2 separate regions of the Bos taurus genome follow, and region 1 is linked to region 2. The links are chromatin contacts, called in public Hi-C maps. All regions are on one chromosome and are shown on one strand. The core of a region is the stretch at or near the end of the contact, and the rest is flanking DNA. Distances in the headings are between cores, read along the strand shown.

What was found. Hi-C and Micro-C count contacts between places; a contact is called where the count stands out from the background.
Region 1: a contact with region 2 is called in a Hi-C map of skeletal muscle, with 4 times the contacts expected there. The contact joins two enhancer-like sites. A contact is called at or near these places in 2 of 11 Hi-C or Micro-C datasets (liver and skeletal muscle).

Annotation. Positions count from the first base shown.
Region 1 is chr17:67,795,268-67,801,159 of ARS-UCD2.0, reverse strand. All of the region lies in intron 2 of TTC28 (tetratricopeptide repeat domain 28), which reads left to right. Among named protein-coding and RNA genes, the nearest start is that of TTC28, 170 kb to the left of the region's middle. Within about 2 kb of position 1,354, at least 78 of the 102 cell types and tissues checked have an H3K27ac peak or open chromatin away from gene starts, as enhancers often do. A contact at or near this core is called in liver and skeletal muscle, where this site is marked.
Region 2 is chr17:67,457,033-67,462,972 of ARS-UCD2.0, reverse strand. The region is part of intron 12 of TTC28 (tetratricopeptide repeat domain 28); the gene reads left to right. Among named protein-coding and RNA genes, the nearest start is that of PITPNB, 130 kb to the right of the region's middle. Within about 2 kb of position 3,557, at least 10 of the 102 cell types and tissues checked have an H3K27ac peak or open chromatin away from gene starts, as enhancers often do. A contact at or near this core is called in liver and skeletal muscle, where this site is marked.

The sequences.
Region 1 (5,892 bases), core at 105-2,604, 340 kb before region 2:
ATGTAGCAGATGTCGTGGCACTAAGACCCAGAAACCATTTGCTCTGTGTGGCTGGAGCTGGGCAGGCTGTGCTCGCACTGAAGGGAAGGAAGTCATTAGTGCAGACTGAGCTGTGGAGTTGGGTTCTTGCAGGATTTCCTTCCAGCCTTTCCCCACTAAGGTTCTTGGGAATTAAAAAAAAAAAAAAAAATCTAAACACACAAACCAAGTTTTCCTATTTACAGTGTTAAGGGAAGGTAGACATTTCGGGAAGGGTAGATCCTTTCCCCAAGTTATCCAAGAAGGAAGAGAAAACAGCGTAAAGAAGCTCTGATTACAGATCTTTGGAATTTTCTTTGCTAAATTTTACAAACGAGAAATACACTCAGAATTTTGGGAATTGCTCCAGGCTGCGTGTGAGGGTTTGATTGCTTGTCTAATCTTTTTTTAAGAAGAGGAGAATTCGTCAAAAGGGGTTTGGATGGCAGGAACCCGACTGGGTTTCTGTAGCAGCTTGCGTTCTCCGGCTCTTCTCTGAGGGAGGGTCTCTGCGCCGGCTTGGAGACCCCTTGCTGCAAGCTCCTTTTGCGGGCGCTGGCCCGAGGGGAAAATGCTCCGCTCTGGCTGGAGTACGCTGGTTGCTGCTGGGACTTCCTAGCCCCGTGGGGAGCGTGTTCCTGGTTTGGGGATACTTCATTGAACTGAAGGCGAAAAGACTGGACTCTCCTGGGCTCTTTCCCTTCGCGGTGAATATGGGAAAGAATTAGGGGGTGGGAGGGAGGCAGCATGACTTGGAGTCGCCGCTGCCCTGCATCTGCCCCCAGCCCCCAGCCAGCATCTTGATGTTCCACATATCGGCTGTACAAATATGATGAAATGGCAGCCCCGGAAGAAGGTAAGTGTCCCGGAGTGGGGACGGGGCCCTGGTGCCCGACCCAGGGAGGGGTGACAGGGGGCGGCTGCCCTCGGGTCCTTCCACCCCTTCCATAGTTTGCTGGACGGGCAGGTCCAAATAGCTCTGTCCCTTTGGGACTTAGGCCAGTTCCTTAGGGTCGAGTTACCAAGTCTGATCTGCGTCCACTGCCCTCTTTAAGTTTTTCCTTCTTGGTATGCCTGGACTCTCAGGGGTGACAGCTCAGAAACATCCCTTTGCTTTAGAAACCCGGTGGAGCTAGCAACACGATTAGCTTTGCCGGAGCCAGCCAGGAGCTGCCAGGGTCTAAGAACTCGGTGGCGCCTCGTCTGCGGGGAACCATTTGGGGTTGTGTTCCCGACACACTCCAATGTCCCCGCAGGTGGGTGTTGTAGCACCTACTTCCCCCAGGGGTTAATAGGCTCTGAGCCGCTGGCAGCCGCTTCCCCAGGGCCCCGCTGGGGGGCGAGCATCCCCAGCACAACCGCCCAGCAGCTGGTTCCCGGGCAGCGGGGCCGCGGGGCCTCCAGCCTGAGCGCCTGGGGCCGGCCGGCTGGGCCTTCTACCCGCGGGGCTCCAGGCGGCCGCGTGGGCCAGCGCGAGTGAACACGCCAGCCATTGTCACGGGCGTGTGTCTTTGCGTGGCAGCCTGCACGGGTGTGTGTGCATCGATCGCGGGGAAGAAGGGGAGGGGGCACTTTGCTTTTTGCGAGATTATTTCCTAATATGGCTCCTTTGTTGAGAACTCACGAAAAAAAAAATCCAGTGGTTCTATCAAAATAAATTGCTATTGGCCCCAGAAATAACGTTTCTAAATGTGGGACTGGTCGCTACCCCAGGACATTCAGGGAGAAAGACAGCTTTCTTCAAGTTGTTGGCGGCTGTAGCTTTGGCTAGGGCTCCGTTTTGCTAACTTGTCTGGTGCTGTTAGGTGAACGCACTGGTTCACTGCATAGCAGGACTCCTCCCCCGCGCGCCCCCCCCCCCCCCGCGCCCCCCGCCCAATACCTAATTTGGCCTGGTTTTTATTGACATTCTTCTGAGGGAAAACATAGTGAACTGTATGTGCTGTGTGCCTCCCCAGCCATGACCTGTCTCTGTTAGCAGCTGCCTGGCGTTTTACTTGAACTAGCTAAACTGACTTCTTTCTTTGTGGCATGATGTGTGATACCATGTTTTACATCAGAGCTGAAATGGAAATTGTGTGAAATGCATGAGAAGATATTGTGCATTTGTTTTATTGCTAGAAAATCTAACAAACACTGCTTCAATATATCCTGGTGAATTGAAAGGTTTTCTTTGCTATCTAATTTGCTATCTGAAACGAAGTCATTTCTACCTCATCCTGAAGTCAGAATCTCTCATATATTAGTTCTTATCATAGAGCTTCTTTCAGTGAGATTGATTTCATGTATTTTAGATAAGAGATCCATGCATCTTCCCCCCCACTCCTGACCTATAAAAATCAGAGTAGGGTGAGGAAAACCCATAGAAGAAATGATATGATCAAGCAATTCAAACATATGCTGTGTATTCCTAGAGCCCTCCCTTCAATTTCTTCTGTATTTGTAAATTGTATATTTTTGAGTACTTTTAAAATGTCTGCAAAATATACATTCATAAATGTCTGTTTTTTCTATTTTACCCAGTACGCAGTAACTTATGTGGTTATGTCTGTGGAAACCCCTCTGGGTACTGGTATTGCTTGAACCACGGAAGTATTATTCTTGGCAGTCAGGTGGATTTCTGGGCTCTGGAAGATTCTGTTTCAAGTGTTACGATTCACTCTGAAGTATTTACTCACTCTGTGTTACTTAAATTGCTATACCAGAAGGTTGTGTTTATTCACTGCATTCATAATCCCAAATCATCATGTTATAAGGATCCAGATAAAATTCTACAGAGTTCATGGAAGATTAAAAAATAAGCTGAGCTATCAAATACTGTGTGATTATTTGGAGGTGGCTGGAGAACAGTTCTTGTTGCTTCTTCTACATTGGAAACGGAAGCTTCCTTGAAAGAATATTCAACTCCTAGAGGCCACAAATAATTCTTTACAAAGATTATTTTTATTTTTTACACCTGCAAGAATACTCACAGATCCAGTCACTGCCGTGGTCTCCGGCTGGGTATGCTAACACGTTTGTGGTGCTACAGTCACGTGCCATGTGTTTTGTCAAACTGTTTCATAAAAGCCATTTATGCCACACATGCAGAGTGATACTACATTGATGTGATTCAGCAAAGCTAGGACGTTCAGCAGTCGAATACTGATCCAAGCAGCACTGGGTGTAGCTGGGCCTCATGGCTAGGATTGGTTGCTAACTTGCTGTCATGGTGCCCTGTCAGCCACTGCCAGTGCTGGCTTTTGTAAATTCTGGGCTCACCGTAAGACCATGACCATAGGTTCTAAGTTTCTTTGTTTCTAACTGTGCATGCAGCTAGGGTATATGATTGAAAGGGAGCTCTTTACTCTTCTTTCCTCTGCTTATTTGCTGGGTTTAAGTAAATACTAAAATTCAAGATGTGGGCTTTGGAGTATTCAATTAGGGTCTGCTACCTTTTTTTTCCACAAAGAAACCACCAGAACATGATTAATCATGTTCCGCCCTCAGGACCAGTGAGGAGCTTAGTTAGCTGTAGCTTTGCTCCCTCACTTCTGGATACTACCACCAAGATGCTCTTCTTCCCTCCCCTTCTTGAAGAAACAGTGATTTCATCTACTTCTGAATTCCTGGAGCATTTAAAATCTATGCTCTTTTAGATAGATTGTGCTTTACTGATAGTAAACCACCCCTCCCCCCACCTTTTTTTAAATCAGCCTCTCAAGTTCCTTGAGTTTAGAAACAATACTTCACACCTCTTTTTTTGGTGCCAAGGATAATACAGTTGCTCAGTAGATATTTATTTGATGTAAAAGTAAATAAGAAATATTGCTTTGTAAAACTTGTATCTGTTTTTAGGGTCGTATGATCTTTAAATGTAAAAAAGTTCAAAATATTTCATTTGGCTCATAGGTATTAGACTGTAGTGGATTATTAAAGAAAACAACAATGTTTTGACACTCACTTCTGATCTTTCGTAGACAGTACCAGGGAGGGGACAGCTACACTCTCCACACAGGTTCCATAGTAGTCGTTGTTAAGACACACTGTCAGGCTCTGTGGACTAGGCTCGGGTCCAGGGTCACGATTCTTTTATTAACATAACCTTATTGGCCTGGCAGAATCTGTTTTCCCCTGTTTTCACCTTAAGAGGCGATCATGCAGCACCTTATTTCTATCTTGTATTTGCAGAAATGATAGTAATTAAAATGATCATCTCATAGGAACATGTTTGTTTACAATTCTGAAGTGATTTTTGCTCTTTAAAATCCAAGGATTAGTATCAGATAACACTGTGTAAATAAGACTGCAGTCAAAACCTTCAGGAAAGCTGCTACTGATTGGATTTTTTCATTGCTTATCTAATGTTATTTTACTGTTCACACATAATAAAAGATCATTAATAGGAATATGTCACATAAGCTACATTATGTCATTTGAGAATCATATGATGTATTTATCTTATTATACTTGTCACATTAATATAATGTGAATCTGGCTTCTTAAATGACTTCTCTGATAGGGCTTCATTTAAAAAGCTTATTTCAAAGCTCACTTATAAGGATTGCATCCCATAAATTTGTGTCTTGAAATAGCTTATTACTTTTACCAAAAAAATCGTATTTCAAATCCCTGCACTTTTTCTATAATGAAGTATTTTGTTTTTAGATTAGAAAGCTCAGCTTCAAATTTTAATACAACTATACTAAATTTTGGAGAAGGCAATGGCACCCCACTCCAGTATTCTTGCCTGGAAAATCCCATGGACGGAGGAGCCTGGTGGGCTGCAGTCCATGGGATCGCTAAGCGATCGCTTTTGCTAAGTCGACTGAGCAACTTCACTTTCACTTTTCACTTTTATGCATTGGAGAAGGAAATGGCAACCCACTCCAGTGTTCTTGCCTGGAGAATCCCAGGGACGGGGGAGCCTGTTGGGCTGCCGTCTCTGGGGTCGCACAGAGTCGGACACGACTGAAGTGACTTAGCAGCAGCAGCAGCAGCATACTAAATTTTACTTAGTTACCTGCCTAAATGCTGTGCTAGTTGATATTATCATTTTCATTTTGGACCACAGTTTGTTTATAATATAAAATTGAACTTAAAAATAAGCATTGTGACCAAAGCAGTTTTAAAGAGAAGTCTTAGAAATTTCATGATAAAGGTCTTTCTGCAGATCTGTTCTATACATCATTCCTGGATCAGTGCAACCTAGAGACCTAGGTTTTGGTTCTGGCAGTTCCCAAGACTTGTGTCCTTGGGCGTGTCATTTAATCTTTGACATCTGACTCCTCACTGTTAGAGTCAAATGCCTCATTGTCACTTGCTGGATATATTGCAAATGACATCCTAATGAGTTTTCTTTTTCTTGTCTCTTTTTTCCTCTGACTTTCCTTCTTTCTTCTTCTAGAATAATTATTTAAAGAAATACACGTATTATTCTCCTTAACATTCTGTGATGTCTCTCTTTTGTCTAGTTGTTGTTATTCAGTTGCTCAGTTGTGTGTGACTCTTTGGAACCCCATGGACTGCAGCATGCCAGGCTTCCCTGTCCTCTACTGTCTCCTGGAGTTTGCCCAAACTCATTTCCATTGAGTTGTGATGATATATAACCATCTCATCCTCTGTCGCCCCCTTCTCCTCCTGGCCTCAGTCTTTCATGGCGTTAGGGTCTTTTCCAATGAGATGGCTCTTCACATCAGGTGGCCAAAGTATTGGAGCTTTGGCTTCAGCATCAGTCCGTCCAATGAATATTCAGGACTCATTTCCTTTAGGATGGACTGGTTTGATCTCCTTGCTGTCCAAGGAACTCTCAGGTCTTCTCCAGCACCACAGTTTGAAAGCATCAATTCTTCAGTGCTCTTAATGGTCCAACTCTCACATCTGTATATGACTACT
Region 2 (5,940 bases), core at 2,308-4,807:
CTTTGGCTTAAAGAATATCTTCAAAAAATAAATCCTTCATTACCCAAGGTATTTCTTGAAATGAAAAGAGTACATATCAAGCCATATCATGAAAGAAATAATTCAGCAGTCCTTGAGAATTTACCCAGTTTCCATTCAAACATTAAAGTGATCGTTTAATCTTACATACAATTCCCTGAACTCTCCCTAAATAATTGCTTTGGTGATTTTAGCTCAACCTTGAAACAGAGTTGAATCTGTTGTATATTTGACTTCATTTGAAAGAAAGAAACAGTTATAAGGACATAGAGACTTCAGAGGTTTAAACCCTTTATCCACAGGGACTAGGGGAGAGAAGTAAGTGTGTGCAAGCCCAGAATGCAATGAGGTATCAGCTCTGACAATAATAATAATAATACCACCTGTTCTATATGGGAACTTTAAATAACGTCTACCAGGCATCTTCACATATATTCATTCCTCAGTTAATCTTTACAGTAACCCTTGGCGATAGGTAAGACAACTGTTAGGATCCCTCTTTTTGTGACAAGGAAGTTGAGCCTCAAAAACTGACTTACCCAAGATCACACAGCTAAAGGATAAAGTTGGAACTTGGACCCAGGCCTCCAGGTTCCCATCTACTGCCCTTTCCAACAGAGCCATTTGTCTCTCTCAAGAGGCAAGTGTTTACTGTGGATAAGCTTTCGTTAGATTTGCCAAGGCTCATGCCACGTCTCTCACTGTAGTAGTTTTCCTGTGTTTGAGACAGATGGGCATTGCCTGGGGTTGGTGTCAGTATTTATAGAGATGGAATTTGAGCTGTAATAATAAAGTTCTGAATTATTTTCTGTGTCACACTAAGCCTTCAGATGAACTAAATTTCAGTCAGTAGTATATAAATAAACTGATCTACTTAATTTCTACATGGCTTGGGCATGTGGGTTCCAGAATAAATCTGAAGCTGCTTAAATCAAAGTGGGAAAAGAGACCGGCAGCAGGTTATTCCCTGGCAGTCTAACGATTACGACTCTGTATTTCCAGTGCAAAGGGGCACAGGTTCAATCCCTGATCTGGGAACTAAGATCCTGCAAGCTATGTGGCGCTGCTGAGAAAGTAATAAATCAATAGGATGTCACTTAGTGCAATTCTACTCTAGTTAAAAGAGCGGCTGTGAAGGGTTTGCAATGTAGTGTGGATGATGTTAGAAGCATTTTTCTGAGTAAGTGAGCCTTTCAAATAGAGTTTGAAATTTTTTAATTCATTTATTCATTCAGCAGCTAGTTGCTTAATATCCCCATAAGGCCAGTTACTATACTGGGCCCCAAGAAAAGACATGGTTCCTGTCGGACACAACTGAGCAACTTCACACTCTCCTGTCCTTAGGCATTCACAGGGCAGTAGGTATATGAGTGTCATGAATAAAGACATTCGAAAGCACAGGTAAAAGTTTTACAGAGGTCTAGCATTCATCTTGGAGAAGGCAATGGCACCCCACTCCAGTACTCTTGCCTGGAAAATCCCATGGACGGAGGAGCCTGGAAGGCTGCAGTCTGTGGGGTCGCTCAGAGTGGGACACGACTGACCAACTTCACTTTCACTTTTCACTTTCATGCATTGGAGAAGGAAGTGGCAACCCACTCCAGTGTTCTTGCCTGGAGAATCCCAGGGACGGGGGAGCCTGGTGGGCTGCCGTCTATGGGGTCGCACAGAGTCGCACACGACTGAAGTGACTTAGCAGCAGAAGTAGCAGCATTCATCTTACCTGTCCCTATGTTTTCAGATCTTTTATTTTCTTCAAGTTGGAATTTTCATTATTTTGTATTACAATAGATAATGCAATCGGTCTCATCTCTGAGAAGTCCAGTTATTGAGACATTTATTCAGCAAATATTTGTCACATGTGTACTATGTGTCTGGTTGTCTTCTGGGTACTGGGGTTGCAGAGATGAAACCAACAGCTTTCCTGTGGTAAGGAGCTCTCAGTCTAAAAGGAGAAAGATAAAAAACAAATGCATTCTGTTTGGATTTGCTGCTAATAGCTGTATGACCTTTGGCAGACAGTTTAATCTCATGGGGTTTTTATAACAATAAAATAATAATACCTGAAAAACAGTAGGAGAGAGCTGGGCACATTAGCAGCCTTCATGCAGTTGCTGCTGTCACTGATGAGAAAAGTGGGAGAGGCTCACAGAGGTCTTGGGAGCACTTGTGCCTCCAAGAGGGTTTAGTCAGGAGAGGCTTCCTAGAGGAGGAGGTGCAGTGAGTTTTTGCCAAGCCTGCAAGGCAGGGTGAACCCCATTTGGAGTGTGCAGCACAAGCTGAGGCTCGGGATGTGGGGCAGCTGCCTCCGGGGTGGAGAGGCAGGGAGGGCAGCACAGTTGGAATGTCGAGTGTAGGGAGAACTTTGACCCAGACACCCCTAGAAACAGGCTGGAAAGGTGCGAAGGGACCAGACGGTGTGTGGCCGTGGCTGGTGGTGTCCCCCCACAGCCAGGGCAGGAAGTTTGCATTTGAGAAAGACACACCGTCCCACTTGTCCAAGGAAGACTCAAGATCATTTTGCCCTGTGCTCTCTGAGGCTCTTGGGTTAAATATTCTACATGGTCTGTTATTTTAGGAGTAAAGGGAACCGTTTAAAAACCTGCTGGACAGTTAAGTCATGTTGAGCATCTGCCTTCTACCAAGAAATACTGTACATAGAAGGGAGGAGGCTCACTTTCTAGTTCTAGAGAAAACCAGAAAATTAATATTCTGATTTGGTCCAGCAAATGTTGTAAGAACAAGTCAAGTATAAAATATGTGCATTTCCTAGTAATGTCTTTGTGTTGGCAGAAAATTACCTAGCTGGGATAAACGTTCAGGGAACAAGCAAGGTTTTAGCTGTGCATAGTCCAAACCAAAATCCCTTCTCTGTAAACCCAGGGCCAGGGCCTGAGAACGACAGCCTGCATTATGAAATGGTACCGAATGCTCTTCTTACCCTATTCTTTATTAGAATTAAAATTGAATATTTTTGTCATGGTATCAGTAAAAATAAATAAAAAACAGTAGGAAGAAGGGAAGTCTGCCCTTCTGAAGGGCAGACGAGGCTGGGAGGCTTGAACTGTCTTTAAACACTGTAGCACAGCTGTCAAAGGAGCTCACTGGCCCTCAGTTTAACCAGAGAAAACATGTTTTATTAAATTATTTTGGCCTTATAGGGTGTTTTTTTAAATGAAAAATGATCACAGTTAGCATGCCTGACCCCTGTTGGCCTGATCATTTTATGAAGAATAATAATGTTCTATGGCAGAGCAGTCTGGAAAGAATGTCAGCTTGCCTCGGTCACAGATTCTCAGTGACCTCGGAGCATACACTAAGTCAGTGGAAGGCTAAGTACGTAGATTGTGAGGAACCAGTACTTTCTTCGGCATCCACGGGTTTTCACTTCCTTCTTTGGAAGAATCTCGTCTTGGTGGGAAGCATAATTACCCTTGCATATGCCACTTTGGGAAGAGAACGTGTGTCCATAATCACTGAAAGGAAATACCCAGTGTGGTCAGAGTCCATCCTGGCTGGCCCCGTGAGGTTTAGCAGCTGCTGCCAAGTTGCTGTGTGAGGGGGTGGCCTGGCTGGAATACCAGAGGCGTTGTTGGTTTCTGGATGCAACAGAGAAGGCCACACATTCCTGTGTATAATGTATCAAAATGACGCATTGATAGCTCTCTTTAAACGTGTCTCCTATTCATCCACCGTTTACATTCTTACTTTAGTTTTTCAATCAGTAGTATTTATAATTGGTATGAACTTCAAGGGTTCAAAGAGACAATGGTGAACAGTCTCTCTCCCATCTCGCTTTCTCATGACCTAATTCTCCTTGGAGTTGGCCGGTATTCGTTTTCCAGGTACATTTCCAGAGAAAATCTCACCATTTACTTTTGACACGTCTGCCTCTTGCTTCTTGAGGGCACGGAAGGTGTTTCACAATAGTTGTGGGAAAACTACTTTACCACCTTCATTCTGAACATAGAGCTGATGTTGAGAGTATGAAGTTATTGGGCAGGGGTGTAATTAGGCCTGTTCAACAATAAAATATTTTACATCATACAGCATTGAAATATTTTTATCCCATGTCTCATTTTACTCTTATTATAATCTAGAAAACAGATAAGAGCAAGTATTATAGTATTATTATTTCCACTTTACAGTTCACAAAACTGAAGTGAAGAGAAAATCCGTGCCTTTCTTTGTCTTATCGCTGGTCAGTGACAGTTAGATGCGAGAGGGTTCCCCTTGTGTCCAGGCTTCTGTCCAGTGTTGTAAGCCTGATTTTAGGGGAATTGATTTCCATTACTGTATATTCAGAGTTGTAATGCAATCTGCTATGATTTCAGAAATATTTTTGTCTCTTGCTTTCAATAAAATATTGGAACAAGCAATATTGTGAGGGCTTATTATAAAAACCTATACTAAGAAAGCTGTCTCACTGTAACCAGTCTCTGAGCCTGCCTCTGTTTCAACATTGTCCTGGGTGCTTTAGGTATGCCATTTAATGCCTGGTGTTCACCTATTTTACATTTGAAGAAACAGAGGCACAGAGAGAGGAAGTAAATTGCCAGTGGATATGCAACTTGAAAGTAGTAGGACTGGAATTCAAATTCAGTATGTACCTATTTCTGCCAAGAAGTGCTGCCTCCCCAGATTAGATGGCCAGAGCATAAATGATTATTATTTTCATAACACAGATATTTTATTTATTTAAAATCCAGCAAATGCATATGGGTCCTGATTACTAGCAGTTATTAAAAGATGATAAAAATTCAACTGTCGAGCTCTATTTAAAATACCATAGAATATTAAAGATGTAAAAGCTTGCTTCCTGCTTTCAGGATGTTACCATCAATCTGAAGGCATCGAAATAACACAAATAAACTTCAGAACATAACATGATCATAAAACCACACTCGGAAACATGGAATCAGAGAGGTTTGAAGTTCGAGGGGCCCAGGAGGTTATTTAGAGACTCCATCCAAGCCTGAAGTCATCCTTTTCCCTCTGATTTGTGTGTCAGTGATACCATGAGCCTCCCAAGACACCAAACCCGCAGACATGGAGTTCGAGTACATTCCTTCCACTCCTTCATCTCCAGCCTTGCAAACTACGTTTAAAGTGGTCTCACTCCTGCACCCTTCCCTCATCCACAGGAAAAGTAATAAGACCACGTCAGTCCTTTATTTCCAGCCCTGCCAACTATGCTTCTCCTGGTTCATATCCTGTCAAATGTGTGCTGAAAATAGGACACCAAACCAGATTCCTGGACCCCAGTCTCTGTGCAGTCCAGGGCAACAGGCTCCCCGCTGGCACAAGATTCCCTCCTGCTGCTCCCTTGATGGAGGCTGCAGTGCCCCATTCCTGTGTAGTCCCCACCCCAGTTGTTACTCAGCCTTCTCACAGCTGTGCTGGTCTTGTCTCCTCCTCCTCATGGACCAGGTTCACATCCAGGATGCGAAGGAATTTGTCCAAATGCCTTCCTACCACAGGGGCATGTGGTAGAAAGGGCCTTGGGCTGTGTCGTTTGTGTGGATGGGGAATTGAGTCACTGTGGAGGGGGGCGGGGTGGTGCCACAGGCAGCAGTGGACACTGCGCTTGCAGTGGTTCCGCTTCCCGTACGCAGAAGTAAACTTCTCACACACAGCAAATGAACTCACGGGGAAGAGAAATACCAAGTACCCAATGGTACTAGAGAGTGAACAGAAGCAATCAGATTCTGGAGAGGAGTCACAGCATGCAAGAAATGAATGGCTTAGAGGACATGTCCCATTTTTACAGCTTTTAGCCTAAGGTAAGACCACAGTCAGCAGCCATATTTGGCACTTAGAACTCCAATAAAACATGATACCCTTCTGGTCTGAAGAAGCAGATGACCGTGCTCAGGGTGACTGCAGCCCGTGTGTAAACTCTGCCCCATCTGTGGCTCACCT